Linked DNA regions of Mus musculus: region 2 is linked to region 1. The links are chromatin contacts, called in public Hi-C maps. All regions are on one chromosome and are shown on one strand. Each heading gives the region's core, a stretch centred on a gene start, on an enhancer-like site or on the middle of the called end of the contact. The rest is flanking DNA. Distances are from core to core; before and after follow the strand shown.

Evidence for each region. Hi-C and Micro-C count contacts between places; a contact is called where the count stands out from the background.
Region 2: a Hi-C map of embryonic fibroblasts shows a contact between it and region 1, with 4 times the contacts expected there. The contact joins two enhancer-like sites. A contact is called at or near these places in 15 of 484 Hi-C or Micro-C datasets (the C2C12 cell line, adipose-derived mesenchymal stem cells, cerebral cortex and 10 more) and 1 of 115 datasets of contacts at active chromatin or transcription factors (fibro-adipogenic progenitors).

Annotation. Positions count from the first base shown.
Region 1 is chr13:16,669,534-16,673,760 of GRCm38.p6, reverse strand. No RefSeq gene overlaps it. Among named protein-coding and RNA genes, the nearest start is that of Gm31711, 410 kb to the right of the region's middle. Within about 2 kb of position 2,835, at least 35 of the 459 cell types and tissues checked have an H3K27ac peak or open chromatin away from gene starts, as enhancers often do. A contact at or near this core is called in the C2C12 cell line, adipose-derived mesenchymal stem cells, embryonic fibroblasts and 4 more, where this site is marked.
Region 2 is chr13:16,759,777-16,764,305 of GRCm38.p6, reverse strand. No RefSeq gene overlaps it. Among named protein-coding and RNA genes, the nearest start is that of Gm25020, 440 kb to the left of the region's middle. Within about 2 kb of position 2,640, at least 76 of the 459 cell types and tissues checked have an H3K27ac peak or open chromatin away from gene starts, as enhancers often do. A contact at or near this core is called in the C2C12 cell line, adipose-derived mesenchymal stem cells, embryonic fibroblasts and 4 more, where this site is marked.

The sequences.
Region 1 (4,227 bases), core at 1,586-4,085:
AAACCCACCACACTATGCACATTTACTATGCCTAAAATAACAGCTTCCATTTTGACCTGATTTACAGCATAAAACATGAATTGTTCCCTAAGAAGTCTTCATCAAATCCAAGCAGGAAATGGCTGTTTACCCCAGTAACCAAGTTATCATTCATTATTGCATCAATGGGCTCATCTTTCCAGGACAATTCAGATGTTTGCACACAGAATCCATAGCTGAACAAGGTTAGTGATGACAGCTATTGCTCAGCAATATACACACCACCTTTGGCACTATGATGACTGGGTTAGCAAGAAGCTAGGCAGTTTCCAGTCTAATTCTAGCTTGATCTTCTGATAACCTGCTGGGACCTCAGAGACCTTCCTAGCGAGCATGTAGACTGATAGTTTACTCTTGGCACTGGTGTTTTTATTTAATAGTGTGTTTTCTGTAATATTTTTGTCACTGTCTTTTTGCTACTATGTTTTCTAGAAAGACCATAAATAATTTATATCTTTATAAATAGGCAAGGTAGCTTTTTATATGCTGGACCCTTTCAAGCATTTATACCAATTCTCCATGATGTCTTCTATTAGAGTTTATATTTTCATACTCTAGCACTGATTCATATGGAAAATGGTGTTCATAGACTTCTCCCATGGTAATTTGAGAGTCTCAATATCTTCATACTTCTCTCTTCAGTTTCAGAGGTTTTTCTCCATGAAATCTGACATTGGAGAGATCTAAGAACTGATGTGTTAGAAGTTTTCTCAGTTTCTTTGCCAAATGGCTTGATAGCTTCCAATTCTTTCTGTGATGGGACAGAGACCAGAAGCCTCATGCATTTGAAACTACATCTCAAACAGAAAAGATGTTTACTTTGCTCTATTATGGGGAAGAAGTATGTACATTTAATTGAAATGATGACAAGGTCTGGAAATTAGACTAGTTTTCCACTTGGGCTTATAGACTAATAATGCTGAGTTTTGTTTCTTTTACCCCCTGAGATTTGTTCTTTATCTTTACCCATTGTGGTGTCTCATGCTATGGACTGTATCAGTTCTTGGACTGTTGGTAACATTTGGGAAATGAAACACTCTAGTGCGTCATCAAGAGATGAAGAGAGAGTTTGTATGAGAGAAAATCTTTTGGGTTTGTGTGGGATATCTCTTTTCAACATTTTCTCTGCTTTGATGCTTGAATTCTATGTTTAGGTGGCCCTGATTCCACATGCTGGCCCAAAGCTAATGGGAGGTAATGGCTTTCTTTTAGTGGCAGTCCATGGATAACTCAACATCCTCACTTCCTTTACTCACCCCGAAAATAGTTTCTTCACGGACTTCTATTTAATAATGGAATGGACATCAAATTACTTACAAGTCAAAACTATCTATGTGTAGCATGTCTGTTCTCTAGAGCTTCAATGTGTAATAAATAGCTCCTTTTTTGTTTTATCGAAGCAGCTCACATGTGGTGTTACACATCTGCATATTCAAATATTAATTTAAAAGATATTCACTTACAGATAATGTTTGAAGTTATCATGTCAGATGAAATTATGAAGAGAGAGACTGTTAATAGAAAACAAGGGGACTGGAGAGAGTACTCAAAAGTTAGGAGTACTTGCTGCTCTGGCAAAGGACCAAGTTCAGTTCTGAGCACCCACACCAGGTAGCAGCCATTGTCCTATAACTTCAGCTCTAGAGAATTTAACACTGTTTTTTAACCTCTGCAGGTGCACGTGCACATACACACACACACACACACACACACACACACACACGAAGAAAATGTAAATATAATATTGCTAAGGTCTAAACCTTAAAGTCCATCATTGAAATCATGTAAAGAAAAGTAATCAACATAGAAATTAAGGAGGAAAATACAGAAGACAACAAATCTCAAGGGGTATGCTGTTACGAAAGCCACAGAGTATAGCTAAGAGAAACACTGCCAGGAGGTGGGTGAGAGAGGACAGAGAGAGGAAGTGTCAGAGCTTTGCCCACTCCAATCACTACATTTACTTTTCTTGCAAAGTTAAGGCCACTAGAGGAGTATATTATTGAAAAGATGGTCATCATAAAACATGTGTGGGAGGAGACATTGGTGTTGATGAGCTCTATGGAAATGGCATTTACAGGCCATCCTTTGAATTGTGCCTGAAGTTTGTAAGCACATTTAAGGAGAGATCTGTACATTGCCACTGAGTATACATGGTATGGTCTCCTGCCTTTGGAGACAGTTATATTTTTGTTGAGTTGTTCTAAATATAGAGAAAAAAGATGGAGGATGATTGCTTGGAAGAAAAGAAGCATTTAAAACTGGATTCCTTCTGAATACTTTTACCCAATAAAGGACATTTGTAGGAAGGTGATGAAAGTACAGAATTAATTCTCTACATAAAAGACAAGTGATGAAATTTAGGATGCTATGGAAATACAAATGGAAATGTACCCTGATTACTAGTTAATTAAATTCCATGTGAAGAAATGTCAAATAATGAGGATGGGGTTAAACTTCTCGAAGTTATAAACTATATATAACTAGCTACATTATGACTTGAAAATAACTCCCCTAGTCTCCAGCACAGATTGAGAATAAACAGTTTAAGGAAAAGATGAGGAATCAGAAAAAGTCTGAATGAACATAAATGGAAGGAAATTACTGCAGGTGTCTATAAGAAATTAATGAGGTACATAAATTGTGGTCTATGTTTCTTGTCACAATTTGATAAAAAAAATGTGTGTGGAGATGGCAAAGAGTGAAAAAAAAATGGGCCTGAGATCTGCAAAGCATTCAGTCAGGTCAGAAAGAGTCCAGCATTTCTTTGCTGTGAATGCTGCCAAAGAATGATGTCATCCACAGCACACAGCACATGGAGGTGGGAAGGGGGTCAGAAGACCATGTAATTACAATGCCTGAGGTGAAAGGCTGAGGTGATTGGTTTTAATTGGGATTGCCTGATCTTTTTAGAACTTCTGTGGCATTTTGTTTTATGCCCCCTGTCACCTCCCATCCCTATCTGGGGGCTAGAGTTTAATACCTGGGGTTTTTTTTTTTTGTTTTTTTTTTTTGTTTTTTTTGTTTTTGTTTTTGTTTTTTTTTTTTTTTCTGTGATCATCCATGCTGTATTTACTCTGTTCACTGTCTAGTTCCATAAGCATAGAAAGTCTGTATTAGTCATCTTAATGTCTACCACGTCATTCCCCAGGCTCTTAAATGTGGAAGAAAATCAGTAGACACTCAAGGCTAATCCTTCACCAAAATACAAGTAGTTTTTCACCCAAACAGGGTTTTGGACGGCCTGGAAAAAGCCACTTGAGGTTTGGAATGTGCTGAGCCTACATTCTTTGGACGCCAAAAAGGTGCAAGATCAGACTATTTTGGTCACTGCTCAACATCTAGTCATTATTATAAGACATCCATTTATAAAGATAACTTTCTAAATTTTCATTTTGAGTATCTGCTTTAGAGGTGTGTGTCATTGTGGCTAACCAGTATTCCTATGACTGATGACTACTGCTATTCCGTGTGTGTGTTTGTGTGACCGTGGAGGCCAGCCCACAGACTGCCTCTTGGGTGCATTTAAAAAGTAATGCCTCTGAAGACAAGAAAGAACTTGTTCAAAATTGCAATGAAATGATATCCCAGTGCAAACACATGTCTTGTGCTTTAAAGCTCTTTAAAAATACCAACAAAGAAATCATTTATTGTACTCTCTACACATAGTTACCAGAGTTGCTGACATATAATACTCCAAAGAATCTTGAGTTGTTCTCAAACAACATGAAAACTACTAAATTCATAGAAGTTTAGTCTTTTGGTATAAAATTAAAAGTTAAATAAAGGAAAGCTGGCATCCAAAGCAAAGTTTTATGATTCTAAATTATCTACTGTATTCATCCATTTATAACAATGTGTATAGTAAGTATTTGATAAAGTATCATTGAAATAAATTCAGTAATCCAAATGAAAATCAGCATGTGAAAATTATGTCCAAAAAATGAGACAAAACACAAAATGTAGACAAAACCCACTTTGTTTTGTCTCCTTCCTTTTCAGGATATAGAGTGTTAGTAGACTTTTCTGATTATCAACACTTTACTACTCAAACAGATAGACAGCTCTAAGAACAAGTTAAAATGGAAACCTGTCAATTGATAAAGTAGTATGTCCAAAAGCAGACAATATATGTCATTTAAATTTTCATTTCAAGGGTAGATTACTCCACTCCTTCTTAGTCAAAGC
Region 2 (4,529 bases), core at 1,391-3,890, 91 kb before region 1:
GGGACCCTTTATAGACCTTGGCGATTAGAAATAACGACTGAGTTTTTTTTTTTTCATCCCTGTATGTCATCACTAGGATAAATGAGCCAGTATCCTATAAAACATACAGCACTGTGTTCTGCCCATGGAAGGCATTCAATGAATGTCAGCTATGAAACAACCTTTAAAGAATGTTATCAACCACATTTTCTATGAAGTTTAAAAGATATTGAAACTGTGAAATTCTGAGCCTATTACCTGGAACTTAATGAATGTTGGTGCACTTCTATTAAACCCCCATCAGTATCAACGTGTATGTAATTTACCTTCTTAATCCTGTGATGAGAACTGTGCTGCTACTAAAGGCCACTAGGTGGAGCCACCCAAGAGCAAGTCAGATCGTTTACCTTCAGATTGTTGCTCAGATACAGGTAGGCTACAAGAAGCAGGATGTTGGCAACCCAAAAAGAAAAAAAAAAAAAAAAAAAAGAGAAAAAAGGAGAGAAAGAAAGAAAGAAAAAATGAGTTGTTATAAATACACAAACAGATGGCTAGGGAAAGAAATAGGGTTGCACTTAAAGCATATATTTGAGTAAGCAACTAAAACAAAGAGCATTTATATCCAAGGAGACTGTTAATTTGATAGGCAAGCAACAAGAGCCAATGCAAATTTCCTCTGCTGGAAAGCTAGAGGAATTAGAAATCATGCCTATGTTCTCTCAAAACCATTCTACACTCTGAAGCTACTAAATCCATGGATCAGGTAAACATTTGAACTCTGGTGTGTGTGTGTGTGTGTGTGTGTGTGTGTGTGTGTGTGTGTGTGTTGGACACCCTTTCCATACCTCCAACACAGGTAATGGATATGCTGAGCTGTAACTGAGTAAGGTTCATATCCCTTCCCTACACCCAGTCCTGCCTAACTTATAATTTGATAGCTATCTTGCTAGCTGCCAACTCTGTCCAAGATCAACACATGAAACCACCTACTGTTCCCAGGAATGTGGCTTCATAAGGAGGCAATCCCAGGTATCACTCTGTTGCAACCCCTTCACTCCAGGTGGCTGAAACAGAACTGCTGGTTTTTCTTATGGCTCTTTCCCTCTGAGCAGTGATGTAATGCAATTGAAATCTTTGCCCGTTTATTGTCCTATCGCCCATAGCCCTGTGACTCTCTGGTATCCTGAGAAAGGATTGGATTCAATTAAAAATAAAAGCCAAGTCTTATCATTAGCATGTCATTTGCGTCTATTTTCTAGGTTTGACTCGCCCATACTCGGGTATCTTTAGTCTTTCTCTTGCTTCCTGGATCCCCCACTGAAGCCATATGTATCTGCTTGTAGCCAGTGCAACTGAGCTCCCCAAACACAGATTCCCATGAAAACTGAACAAAAGAGGAGGGGAGAGGCAGAGCATGTTAAATGTCTCATTAGGCCTTCTGTCTGATTCTCATTAGATTCGCTGACTGCTTCTCATTAGGCCCATTGCCTCGACTTCTTTCAGGCCCTGAATATGTAGGCCAGTGCTTATTGTCATGGTTGGTCGAGAAGATCTATTTCATTTATTCATAAATTGAATGTGGCTTCTGAAAAGTCCCAGGCAGTTTCTTTTGGCAGTGTTAAGGCAGGCTTATTGTTGTTATTTGTTATTTTTCGAGTCGTCCTAGGCAGGGTGGGCAGAAGTAATAACTTAAAAGACGCAGCCGAAAACTTCAAACACTGCTTCAGAATTAGGGCACTGGGGAATCATCATCGCAGCCAAAAGGCCAGCCTCCCGTGTGGACATGTGCAACAGGGCCTCATGAACCAAGTCATCAATACTGCAGTGCTCAGCAAGTACACAGCACGGGGATAAGGAGAATGCAGGGGAAGAGTGGGGCCTGGACATGACTAAGCTGCAATCCCCGTCCTTCTGACCATTGCAGAGCATGCACACAGTGTTGAAAAAAGAGGCAAATAACAGCATTAATAAACTGCTGTACTGTTTAACACTCTGCAAGATATGCACATGCAGCATTAGCATATTGTAAAGACATCAGTTCCATGTCAGTATTCAGCACAGCCGAACAAGTGGCTGCTGGAGAAATCTCTCATGAGATAGCAGGTGGTTCACAGAACTTAGAACTGATTACATGCTGGTCATGATAGAGTGGACATCACTTTGGAGTCTCATGGGAGAGACATGTTTCCAGTAATGCAAAAAAGACTAAAGAGCCTTTCCCAAGAGTGTAAAAAAAAAAATCAGTTTTACATGTTTTCTCTACTCTTGATTTCCTCCTTAATGTTGGCTTCCTATTTTGGGTGAACACGGTGTGTATCCAACCTTTACTCTGAGAGCCATTTGATGCACCAAATCAGAGACTGTTTCCTCCCAAAGTTGTCTTTCCCCAGACTTGGAAGGCTGAAGGTAGAACTTTAATAACCCTCAGAAAGCAGATGTTTTTCTTTCAACTAAATGTCTGAAGTGAAGTGTGTTTAATATGGCTTTATACAGGAAAGTCAAACTGCTCAAAAGAATATTTTTGTAAGAGTAGACATCAATACAAGATTTGAACTTTCTTTCTGTTCCATTTCTCCACCCAGAGGCAAGAGAAGAGATGTCTCCATATATGGCCTTCTCCTCTATCAGGAAGCCGGGCAAGTCCTCCCCAAGGAGGAAGGACCATGACTCACTAACAAGGCCAGGGTGGGGTCCCTGTCAGATACATTCCAGCTGCTGCATAAGCTGGAAAGGCATGATCACTTCTTTGTGGCTTTTGTTCAAGTATGCAGTGTCCTACTCGGAAGATGGCACTGGAGTCACGTGTTCTGTGCCTTTGGAAGAATGTTTTACTTAGCATACAACTATATCAATGGAGTCATGTCTTTCTGTATGCTGCCTTTGTGCCAGGCTAAATGGTCAGCGTTTAAAGGGACAACATGGACAGTGGAAATTAGCACCTATTGTTAGGATAGGGCGTGGTCATTCCAAAGATGCTTGTCTGAATCCTCCCCTACTCACAGTACCGACTTCTAAGAAAGCTTCAGCATAGTTGGTGAGCTGCCCTCACTCTGGGGGAAAATTTTTGGAGGACTTGACCTCTGAACATGCCAAGATATGTGTACAGTCTATTGCAATGTTCATTCACAATATTCACAAACAAAACCTGTTTGCCTTTCAAGTAGCTCCACGAATGTACTATGTTAAGTGCTGGTAAGATGACAGGCCTTTGTGCATTCATGAGGCATGCTTATTGGTGCCTCTGAGCCATGGTTGTGAGGATGAAATAAAAATTTGGCTCCAAAGACTTTAGCAGAAAACCCAGTTCAGAGGCAGGCTAGAACAATGGGCTGAAAATGATCTTGGTCTTTCAAGTATCCAAACTTTCAGGGTAAGAACCTGATCTCCCAGAAAGTATTTCCTTCATTGCCAACTGTAGAGAATCACTGAGAAACTAATTAAAGAATTTGAATCTCATTCCCTCTTTAGTTAGCTGACCCTCGACCAGGGGCAAGATTCCAAACAAAGGCACTCTGAGCCAACAAGATATAGAATGAGGCTCATCAGCGTACACAGGCTGTATGCTCTTGGTCTCCTCTTTCAAAGAGTTACCTAAGTGCAAACTACCCTACCTGTTTTTTGTTTTTTGTTTTTTTGTTTTTTTTTGTTTTTTTGTTTTTTTTTTTAAACAAGGAAGAGCCATCAGAAATAATCAAGTTTGAAGTTCCTGAAAGTTATTCATTTATTGGATTCGACTTCCTACCCTTGCCTTGAATTCCAGGAGCCAGTTCAAGACAGTGAGTTCTCACGGAAAATTAAGTACATTTGCAAAGGTGCTTAGAGAAATATTCTTGTTTCAGGTTTCAGACTCTCAAGAGGATAGTAGTCATTGATTTCCAGCCTTAAAACAATGATAAAGACTTCCAGATATGAATGGGCTTCTATGGAACCTAGCCAGTCTCCCTGAGAGCCTCCTGTTGTAAAATGTTTGGTTTTATTCTGGATACCCACCCTCTCTTCCTTTAGTTCTCCTCCACTTTTTAAGGTCACCTCACTTGGCAGCCACCCTGGTGATCACACAGAATGGCATTTATTGACTGAATAGTTGCCTTATTGAAGAGTAACTACTTTAAGATTGTGAAATTATTTCTGAAAGTTACATGATTATCTACTGAAGCAAATACCTCTGTGATAACATATATATTTATTAGTCAGATATGCAGTAGTCATAAACCTAGAGAAGAGGGGCCCTGTGGGATCTCCAGAAAGAAGTACATTTTACTGATATCAAAAGGTATTAGGCTTACAGATTCAAATTAATTTTAAAACTAATGAGAAGAAACAAATATTAGTTTAGTTTAAAACACATTTTATTTCTTTGTGGCTGATAAAATGAAGGTTGGCATGAAAACCATCACAGGAGAATAATGAGTGGATCACATTGTTCAGACAGCATATTGTCCTGACTTATTGTTACATTGCTGATAAGTCTGAGTGATTCTGGCTGAACCATTTAGATTGCTATCATTTAACAGGGTTTTCCAAAGGGATTTTGCACTTGGGAAAGACCT